2 separate regions of the Zea mays genome follow, and region 2 is linked to region 1. Evidence: chromatin contacts called from public Hi-C data. All regions are on one chromosome and are shown on one strand. Each heading gives the region's core, a stretch centred on a gene start, on an enhancer-like site or on the middle of the called end of the contact. The rest is flanking DNA. Distances are from core to core; before and after follow the strand shown.

Evidence for each region. Hi-C and Micro-C count contacts between places; a contact is called where the count stands out from the background.
Region 2: a Hi-C map of ear shows a contact between it and region 1, with 2.1 times the contacts expected there. The contact joins the promoter of LOC100283575 here to the promoter of LOC100194012 in region 1. A contact is called at or near these places in 3 of 25 Hi-C or Micro-C datasets (ear, leaf and tassel).

What each region holds. Positions count from the first base shown.
Region 1 is chr1:195,676,394-195,682,071 of Zm-B73-REFERENCE-NAM-5.0, reverse strand. LOC100194012 reads right to left here and starts at 2,448. Exons shown (of 9, transcript NM_001139075.1): 1 at 2,136-2,448; 2 at 552-665; 3 at 406-474; 4 at 278-297; 5 at 153-205; 6 at 44-74. The coding sequence starts at 2,319.
Region 2 is chr1:195,818,131-195,823,404 of Zm-B73-REFERENCE-NAM-5.0, reverse strand. It overlaps LOC100283575, which reads left to right and starts at 2,024. Exons shown (of 2, transcript NM_001371949.1): 1 at 2,024-2,591; 2 at 3,004-3,571. The coding sequence starts at 2,215. The coding sequence ends at 3,445.

The sequences.
Region 1 (5,678 bases), core at 1,199-3,698:
ACCACATCTTTTAAAGAATAAAGAATCAAATAGTTCAGGTTACCAGCATGTAGACACCATTTTCCTTGAGGATTCTGCATGCAGGACCGGTAAATAGAAGCTGTATCCAATCAAGCAATATATATCACGGTAAATATCATTGTATTATTTACCTGTTGACCTCCTCTAGCATTTTCGTTGCATTCTCTTGGGAATTTTGACCACACTGAAATACAAGAGATGCTGCTGAGTATCACACTGGGAGAATGTCAAAGCGTCCTGACAAAAGTACACTCACCATAAGAGAATCCAGTGTTCCTGCAAATAATAAAAAGGGGTTAGAAACTAATGACATGTTGGGCATCAGTTTACAGATGTTAGCAGTTGCATCCATAATGCTGTCAAGTACTGCAATGATAATTGTACCTTTGTCAATAACAGCATCAAAAGAACCAGACTCAAAATCTGACATGTTCTTTACATCCATCTTCATGTCTTGCCAATCAAGGGAAATACACGGTATCAGATTATGTGGGATATACTGCAGAGGTACTCAAGAACAAAGACCATACATTTAAGTTGAGGCTTATCGTGGTATTTCTTCTTCATTTGCTCAATTACCACAGAAGATATATCAATGTTGACAACATCTTGATAACCATCGTCAATCATGTTCTCACCAAAGACTGCAATAATCAAAAGAAGATAAACCACATAAGTAATTCCACTAGACTACATATTGTGGTTAAATAGCTCATTAAAATTAACAAACGAAAGCACGTCTATGCATGCTTGCGACTAATGACTATATGAATCCACAAGCAAAGCAAGAATTGATGAACAGTTCATGCGTTGCAGCTTCAAAAGGAGTGAGAACGACAATTCTTATTAGAATAAACTATATACCACCCAGAAAACACTAACTACAAACCCAGCCATCTCCATAGCTAAGAATGCAAAGTTGGTTTTATAAAAATACTGTGGTTTAAGATGAATAATTCTCCGGCGATATAAGTCATTTGATCCTATATTACTTGTACTTTCGACTTCATCTTGAACAACTATGAGGGGTGAACTAAGTCAATAAAACAATCAATAACCTCTAGCTGCATTCAGAAATTAAAGCTAAGTGTTAAAATAATACTAGTGCAGTTTTGCTTAGAATGAATTAGGATGAGTTTTTCATGAATGTGCACGTGCCATCTTTGTGCCATCTTTTATTACCGTTAGAACTCTGTTGTACGGTTGTACCTCTACAATGATACCACTTACCAAAGTTCACATTTCAGTTCCACGTGCATAAAAAAGATCCAATACATAGAACTAATTAATATTAGTATGGCCAACAAATGTATTATATTGAAAGCAAACCTCAAAATTTCATGCCATGTGGGTGAAAAAACTAGGTTCATGAAGTTTGAAAGATCTGAAGTACTACGGCAATAGCTGCACTCCCAGTTTGCTAAATTAACCAGACACCTAGTGACCAGACCTTGCCAGAATTCATAACAGTCATGGCACAGGGGCAGGATTGTACCAGGCTCAGAAATGCCAGTGTTGCCAGAATTCGTAAGAGTCATGGCACAGGGACAGGATGGTACCAGGCTCCCAGAAATGTCAGGGTTCTCACTGTATATTCCTTAGCAATGGCGCAGGGGACCCTTATCACACACACCAAATGCCAGCATCTCAGTGGTACCATTGTCCCCTCTTTCACTTTGGCATGTTTAAAAACAGACCACCGGTACAGAAGGTAAAGAATATACTTGTATACAGGACGTACGCGAGTGAGCTAGGACCGGCTCATTGTTTTCATTCGATCAATACATGATCAGGTGGTCAAATGCCCCCATCCAATCAGACCCTTCCAATAGAAATGGTCAGTACTGAATTATCCGAGAACGGGAAGAGTCTCTGGTTTGTACAGGACGGCTACATTGCGCACCCGAACCGCACATCCGTCTGACCGTCTCCGCACTCACCAGCGCTCAGCGACACACGCGGCAGCCGAGACCCGGACAACGAGGGGCAGAACAACGTATGAACGAGCGCCGCTGAGCACCCAGGTCCCAGGCCACGGTGCCCTCCATCCCCCTCCCCGTAAGAAGGAGAAACAATCTAACCCCGCTGGCCGGCCGAAAGAAAGAGCGACTCACCGGAGTTGCCGCAGCCAACGAGGAGGAGGCGTTGGTGCGGCGCGAGGTAGAGGCGGAGCAGCGGCGCCAGGGCCGGGTACTTCTGGTACCAGTCGAAGGGCCCGGCCTCCTTGCGGTAGCGCTCGTCCCAGTACCATGCCTCGCCGTACGCCTGCGACGCCGCGGCCGGGCCGCCACCAGTCATCTCGCCGCCGCAGCCGCCGCCGCCGTACTCGGATCTGGGCCGGCCTCCTCGCCCGGGAATGGCGCCCGCTGTTTCCGGAACCGGAGCCTAGAGGGTTCCTCCGTAATCCGCGACGCGACGCGACGGGATGTGGTGGGCCAGAGGTGCAGGAAGCAGTTTTAAAAAACTGGATGAGGAATCGTGGCCTGGGGCCCGCCGGCCCGGCCTGTTAGTGTTAGGCGAAAACCGACTAGTGTTGGGCCCTGGCTCGTTTTTATTTATTTATTTATTTATTTATTTATTTATTTATTTATTTTCTCTCCCGAAAGATTTGGGTAAATCATTTTCAAAGGTCTGTCCAAAATTAAACAGACAACGATCCCTTCAAAATCAAACAAACAATGATCCCTTCAGAAGAAGTATGAGGTATTTGATAAAATCAATCAAGAGAGCTTGATAATTGATTTCGGCGACGTGAACATAGAGCAGTGCTTACTCGCAAGTCGCAACTCGCAACTCATCGATCGGCCCGGCCTGCTACCAACCCGTTCGCATCCTTAATTTTAATGCACATCCGGTTTGCTAAAGCTTGAGTTGCACCTGCTGCTTGATAATGATAGCCACACCCACATTGCTGTGATGACGATCGAGCCAAAACGGCCGATTCAGTGGCCTAGCTAGCTAGAAACAAATTGAATATGCGAACCAGTCTCTGTCTGTGATTCGGTTTCCTTGCTTCTTTTGCTTCTACCAGTAGTGGTTAACTGGTTATTCTTACCGAGAGAGGGCAATTTTTGCAATGAATTTCGTCAAAAATCAGGTTGGGAGGTGAGATTCCCGACAGTCGGTCCGGATGATCGCCTTGACACATTCACTATAGAGGGAGACATTTTGGATGAGGACGAGGACGAGGAGTGTGTGAAGATGACAGTCAGAAAGCATACTACAGGCCGCCAGTCTCCTGGTAGCGAGGCTAGGCTGCGTGGTATAGCCAGCGTGCCAGTATGCCACACCTACGCCCCCATGCACTGCACGTGATGTGGCGTGGCAACAGTTCTCGTCCGTTGCGCGCGTTCGTTCGTGCTCGATTTCTTTTTAAATTGTTCTCTTCGTATTAACACAAACGAACTCCTAGGATTTGCCCGCAAATTCTCGGTTTATTTCCGTATGTGTGAACAAGGCTCGGACATCACGGAGGAAGGGAGCAAGAATATCAAGGTCGGAGCGGCGCGCGGTGCTCTATAGCACGTCCATCTTTCCATGTAATATTATCGGATAAGAATTTTAGTTTGCAAAAATGATACTTCACCGGGTCTTGTTTGTTGCGTTCATTCCATAGATTTATTAAAATCGGCACATCAATGTTTCTGTCCATTTGGCTCTGTCGTAATGATATGGTTTTTAATCATATACTCATACCGTCAATTCTGTAGGTTATTTTCTGGAGAAACACATTATTTTCGATTTTGAAAACTATTGCAGAGAAAGAAAAATCACACAAAAAATCCTTAATGCACGTCAATCCTTAGAGGTGGTGGCTATGGAGATTTTCACGAATCATCAATGACGATCCTATGCTAGAATTGAAGCTGTTTAAATTATTTATGGTTCCAAACAATTGAATGTTTTATCCTTTCTTAGTTGTTTATGAACTTATAAGTCATTATTCATAAGGTTGTATGTATGGAAGTGCAAAAGTCTGAAACTTGTTTCTATTATCTAAAATTTAAATCGGCAGATTAATCTATGGAGAGTATGAGTGAGGTTAGAGACTCTGAACAACGCCAGTTGTGTGTTTCATTACGCATATGGTCATACTTCAAAGTCGGTTAAAAATGTAGGTAATTTTATGTTCAATTTAATACAGAAATATGATAGCATAGTTGATTAGTTGGGACCTAGGACGACATGTTTGCGTGCAAGCTCCACCTTAGACATGTTTGTGAAAATGGTAATGCAAGTGACATAAGGCTGTCTTTCAGAGGATAGTGTAAAACAAGGGATATGATATCCTAGATGACACTATTTGACATCATTTACGGTGTGAAGTTTGAAATAGAGGATTTGCTAGAGATACTCCTAATAGGTGCCAAATTAGTGCTGGAAATTATGCTGAACCCATCATGCTTCGGTCCAAATAGACTTGGACCGAGAAAACCCAAAAACTTTCGGGTTATGTCGTACCAAACCAAAAAATAGTCTAATCTAGTCCTAAAGCATGTCATACCATGTCAGACCAACCCTAGACCATATATTTATGAAGTCTAAATATTACAACCACATAAAATCCATAACTTACTAGAATTAAAGAAATTAAATACCACATGCTTTTTCTTTTTCGTGGAAGGTGTATTGATTCATCCGAAGTGAGTGATCTCTATATTTTATATTTGGTTATTGCATCTAGTGGCATTTGCCATTATACTAAGATGCATGATTTTTTTAAATCTCGGTGGTTTGCCATCACCTAGATGTATGGCTTTAAAATAGTGTTAGATCGTTGAGTGTATTTGGTGTTTGTTATGGGCTCTACTTATCGATTATGAGTGGGGTCTTGACTTGTTGAATAGAGTAGTTTGTGCTTATTATAGGCTCGATAAGTGATACTTTCTCTGTTTTTTTATTTATCATATTTTAGTTAAAAACAACAAACGATAAATATTCGAGAATAGAGGAAATATTTATTATGATGAGGACGTAGATCCCCACTTGTGCGGTGTCTCCTATCTCTTGTTCATTGTTCTCGGCCGTGCGTGCGCGGTGGCCGGGAGTACGCCGCTCCTCCGCTGAACAAAAAGCCTCGTGTCGATCGCCGGCGCCGCATAATTCACCAAACTGGTCAAACAAACGCAGGACCAGGAGCAGTGGAGTAATTAACTAATTATCCTATGCCAACCGTTTCTTCCCTACCGTCCCGATAAATAATGACTACCTTGGCGGCACACTGATGCATTAGAGGACGGCTGCTAGCTGGTCTTCCAAATAGATAAAAAAAGCATTCTCTCCCTCGGCCTACACAGTTTCAACCTAGCTTAATTAGCCTGTATCCTTATCTATCATATTTTCTATATCTAATTTTATTTTATGTGACCATATACACGATCTATTAGAGACAGTCTTATAACGTTAAAATGATTTATTGTGTTAGACGGTCCACAAGCATCTCATCTTATTACATCGTCTATTTCAACTCTGCTACGCCGGGCTGTGTCGTGGTCTCTCCTTCACGGATAACTAGCTCAGTGCCCGTGCGTTGCAACGGGATCATATAATAGCTCGATAACTTATATATACAAATGTGTGTTATACTGTTATGAGATGGAGGACGACATCCACGAGCCGTCGGGATGACGTTGAAGAGAAACTCGGGCCTGTGACGC
Region 2 (5,274 bases), core at 775-3,274, 140 kb before region 1:
CCAATACATGCATGCATATGATTGCATTGTGATGATGGTCGAGTTTATTATATATAGCCACCGCCGGTTAGCTTTACCTTTGCCGTCTGTAGCGTTTGACTCTACATGTATAAAGTATAATATGGTGCGCAGCATACTTTGCCGTATCGACCTCATCCATCCGTCCAGCGTCGATCAGTGTAGTCATGTACGTAGTCAAGGCGGGGGATTCTCTTCCAGATCTCCGTGCCAACATTTAGCCGACCCCTAACATGCATGCACGTTTACGTTGTGCTACCAACGCGTGATATATATAACAACTAGAGCTATTTTGGAAACCTCAGATCCCCTTAGGATTAGTATAACCGAACATGCCCTAGAGGGGATTTAAGGTGGAAATGAACTAATATAATTTTCTCTTCAATCCATAAGGAGATTTGAGTTTCCAAACTAGCTATTAGAGTAGCGAACTCTGCACCGACCGGTTTAATTTAACTCGTTGCATGATTGTCTAAATGACTTTGTTCGTTGTCAACGAGGGATGGGACACGATCAACTGATCCTGGGCTGATCCAGTCTCTTATTTTTTGAAGGATGATACCATTCAATATTTTTTAAAAATATTTTTTGACCTTAACTCTAGACATCTAAACCAAATGTAGGTCAAGTTAGAATGATTCTATCCTATCTCTCTTCATTATTACTTGTCCCTCCATCCAAACACTAACTAGTACATCATGTATATTATAATTTATTTGCAAATGCATTTGGGATAAAGACGTGCGTCTGTGATGGGCTAAAATCATGTTGTGCCACGGGCTGCCTGGTAGATCTGACCCGTCCATGTCGGTCTCGCCTAGTTGCTTTTCTCAAGTATTCTCCGTACACATAGTTAGTGTGATTATTACTACGAATACTAGTAGGTCCGCAGCCAAAGCATGCTTTGGACATGACGATTTGTTAAGCTAGCTGCCTAGCTAGATAGCTAGTGGCAAAGTCCACTCTGCAGGTCTGTCGGTCCTAGTCGGCCGGCCGGAAAGGAAAGGAAAAAGAAAAGAAAAGCGTCAGACGGTTGTTTCGTCGCTGCTGCTTCGTTAATTTCTGGGTCATTATATTGCCAGTACGGAATGACTTAGCAAATCTCCATTAGTTGTTAAGGCATTCACAATTTTTTTTGTTTGTGTTAATTTGGGAATCTCATTTTTCTAAGGGATTTTCATTTTAACAAAAAAATTAGTTTTATTTTTTTTGGAAAAATTGAAATCCCTTGAAAAATACGGTGTTCCCAAACTAACCCTTAAATTTGATTTTATCCCGCGCGCTAGACTAGGTCGGGGCTGCCAAAATCAGCGGCTACTAAATAAATACAGTCAGTTCGGGTTTGCGGCGGCAGATCTTGTAATCATCCGTTCAGTGTGTCTGGATCATGTAGGAACAACAAACATTAATCAATATTTTACTTTCGTACTGCTGCGGATATATAGGAAAATCAGCCAGGGCTTTTTATTATCCATGCATGAAGTGAAAACGCCGCCGTCACCGTCCTGGCGGGCAAAACCTCGCGGGGAGCGCCTCTCTCTCTCTCTCACTTCGTCCGTCCGTCTCGCCCCAAAGTAGCCAGACCTAGCAGAATCCTGAAAGCGATCGCTCCAGCGCGCGCGTGCCGCCGCCGCCTGTTCCTCATCCTCCTCCGCGGAACAGACGAGGACCGGACCAGCCACGCCACGCCACGAGCGTATACTGTACGTACATCGTTTGCCGAGCATGTGGCACAGGCACCGTACTACTATACGTATATATAGGAAGGAAAATACAGGCCGGCCTGCTGCCGCTGCTGGTTTTCCTTTTCCCTCCTTCCTGGGCCGAGCCCACAGAGCGGGACGCGGGGGGCTAGCGGGCCCACGCGGCAGCGACCGACAGGGACCGGCCACCTCGTCCACCCCACCAGATGCACTGCACCTCTCTCTCTCTCTCCCTCCCGTCGACTATACAATTCCAACTGCGGGGCAGGGGTCCAGCTCCTTATCCTGTCTCCCTCCCACCTTTCCCTTCCTCGCCGCTCTCGCTTGCCCGCGCACCGAGATTTCCTGCCTGCTCGTGCTCGCTCCGCTGCTCTCCTCGACTCCTCCTGCGTGCCTGCCGACCGGTCCGAGGCACGCCGCGGCGGAGGCTCTGCGTCTGCCGGCCGGGTCGTCGGATTCGTCCTTAGGTTGGTTGGTTGGTTGGGTCGCGGGCATGTCCACGGCGGTGGCGCGGCCGGCGCACGGCGGATTCCGGCGGTCGGGGAGCGGCAAGCCGGATCCGGACGAGGCGGACAGGATGATGCGGAGCGCCAACGGGTACTTGGTCCAAGAAGAGGAGGAGGAAGAGCATGGCGATGAGGCGGCGGCGAGGAGAGAGGATGAGGACGAGGAAGACGAGGAGGCGGAGGCGGTGTCGGAGGCCTCGTCGATCGGGGCGGCGTCGTCCGACAGCTCCTCCTCCATCGGGGAGAACTCCGCGTCCGACAAGGAGGAAGAGGAGGAGGAGGATGAGGTTGAGAGTAAGGCGCAGGGGCTTGGCATGATGGGGCTGGCCACGCTCGAATCCTTGGATGATGCCCTGCCCTCCAAGTAAGCTGCTAATCCCCCCTGCTTCTTCTTCTCCTGTGGTTTTGTTGCTTCTATTTCAGTAGAAATTGCTCATGCAAAACCACTGCTGGAGATGACATGTTCTTTGGATAAAAAATCCGATTTTTTTTTGCTGCAAAAAAATGATCTTCTTTATGTCGAGATTATAGAACACTGCTGGTTTAGATCCCATCCCACTAGAGTACTCTAGCCAATAATGAACTCCAAGAGTTGCTCAGAAGAGAACACCGTTCTTTTTCCCCATCCGAGGTACTAGTAGTACCAGCAGAGGAGAGAAATTGTGCCGCCCACGGCACCACCGAATCCAACGCCCATGTTCATGTGGTCAAAAGTTTGCATGCGTGCCGTTTCCTGTTCATCATTGCATAGTGACAGAGAATCTCTTCCACCGCAGGCGGGGCCTGTCCAGCTTCTACGCGGGCAAGTCCAAGTCGTTCACGAGCCTGGCGGAGGCCGCGGCGGCGGCGGCCGCCAGGGAGATCGCCAAGCCGGAGAACCCGTTCAACAAGCGGCGGCGCGTGCTGCAGGCGTGGTCGCGGCGGCGGGCGTCGTGCAGCGCGCTGGCCGCCGCGTACCTGCCGCCGCTGCTGGCCCCGGACCACGCCGTGGTGGAGGAGGACGACGAGGAGGGCGCGGACGACGAGGAGGAGGACGAGGAGGATGAGGAGCATGGTGACGGCGGCGGGCTCAGGGGCAGGAGGAGGCCGCCCACGTTCCCGTCCCCGCGGCTGAGCGTGCACGTCGCCGCCGCCGGCCAGATGGCGCGGAACGGGTCGTTTCGGTCCCCGAGGTCCTTCTCCATGACGGATCTCCACAGCGCCGCCGGCTACGAGTAGCCCCGGCGGGCGGGCGGACAGGATTAGAGAGAGTGCTGATGTGTTGTTCTAGGTGCTTGTTTTACTGGTGATGTCGCCACTGGTGCTGCCATTAATTACTGCTATATGATCATCATTATGAATCAAGATACATACTGTACGTACGTAGCTGTAGTACTCCAGTCAGTCCAGAGAGATAAGAAGAAACTGCGTTCTTGTGCATGCTTGCCATCGTGTCAGCCTGCCTGGTAATGCGATGCTACCAATGGCGGGTTAATTAGCTGCTATGATTGTACTGGTAAGATAGGATAGTAATGGAGTGTTGTTAGCAGCAGCTGATGTTTAATCAATTCTAATGGAGGGTTAGCTGCTAGTAGTAGGATTATAGTAAGATGCTAGCAATGGTACAGTAGTTTGGTAGCGGTGCATTTATTTAGAGAGAGAAGGCAAGAGAGATGGGCTGGGCCTGCACTGCACGGACGCACGTTGCAGCGGCAGGAGCTGCTGGGATGATGCGTTGGAGTTAGCTGGGGGCCAATCTTTTATCCTATCCTTTCCTGTCTCGCTAAAAGTACTCGCCGAGCCGTCCGTACGCATGGCGAGCTGGCCGAGGCGGCGAGGCGATGGATGGACCGATGGGCGATGGAGGGCCTCCGTCTGCGGATGCATCCTGCACTGCACCCTGACCCCACCTGAAGCCTGCCTTTCCAGCCACGCACGGCAAAGCACACTCTCTCGGGGATGGATCCCGATAGTTATCTGGATGTTAATTTTCTTTTTATCTTTTTTTTTCATTGTTACAAAATATTATAATAGAAATTGCTGTGTGAATATATTTTTTATTTTAGCATTGAGTCTAAAAATATTTATAAAAATTAAACCTAAAATTAGTCCCATATATTTTTATATAATTAATATAAAACTCAGATATCTATCCGAATATAGATTCGAGTGTTTCTTTCCACTTTTTGTTGTCGGAAGCAAATAATACACACAAAAAATATATAAAATTTTATTTTTATACTTCATAATATTCTTAATAACATTACTTAAAAATTAAAATTAGGTTTCAATTCTATGTGTATCTATGATAAACTATTAGATTTGTCGTATAAGGCTGTCTCCAACAAGGATCTGTAAAGCCTCTTTTCCCGTAAATATAGCGGATGGAGATGTTCTGTACGCGTTCAGCAACAACCGCTACACTATCCGCTAAAATATACCGAGCCTTCGTCAGCCGCTACATCTGGCGGAGAGACGAGTGGGCGCTATACACCGTTCATCACGCGCGTCACTGTCTTCCGCTCGTTCCCGCGCTAGAGAAAAAACTTCTGCAGCCGTCCAAGGGTACAGCGCGGTGTGGCCCTGCAGCACCAATAGAAGGGAGGCCGAAGGTGAAAGGGAAATGTGCCCTTGGGCCATTTCTAAGTATTTTGGTGATTGAGTGCAAACACAAGTGCTCAAATGTGAATCTATGCCCATGGGTGAACAAAGTGCAAATCACAATTAAAGGTATGTTTCTAAGCCTTAGTACATTGGTTTTGTGTACTAATATACTTGTCTAAGTATTAGAACCAGAGAGAAGAAGAAAAAAAGAAGAGATGGAGAAAGACTTGGCTGTGTACAGCCAAGACTCAGCTCAGTCTGGCACACCGAACTGTCCGGTGGTGCACCGGACAGTGTCCGGTGCACCAGGCTGACTCGGCGTGAAAAGGCCGCTCTCGGGAATTCGCCGACGGCGTACGGCTAAAATTCACCGGACTGTCCGGTGTGCACCGGACTGTCCGGTGAGCCAACGGTCGGCCGAGCCAACGGTCGGCCGAGCCAACGGTCGGCCGCGGGATCTGCGC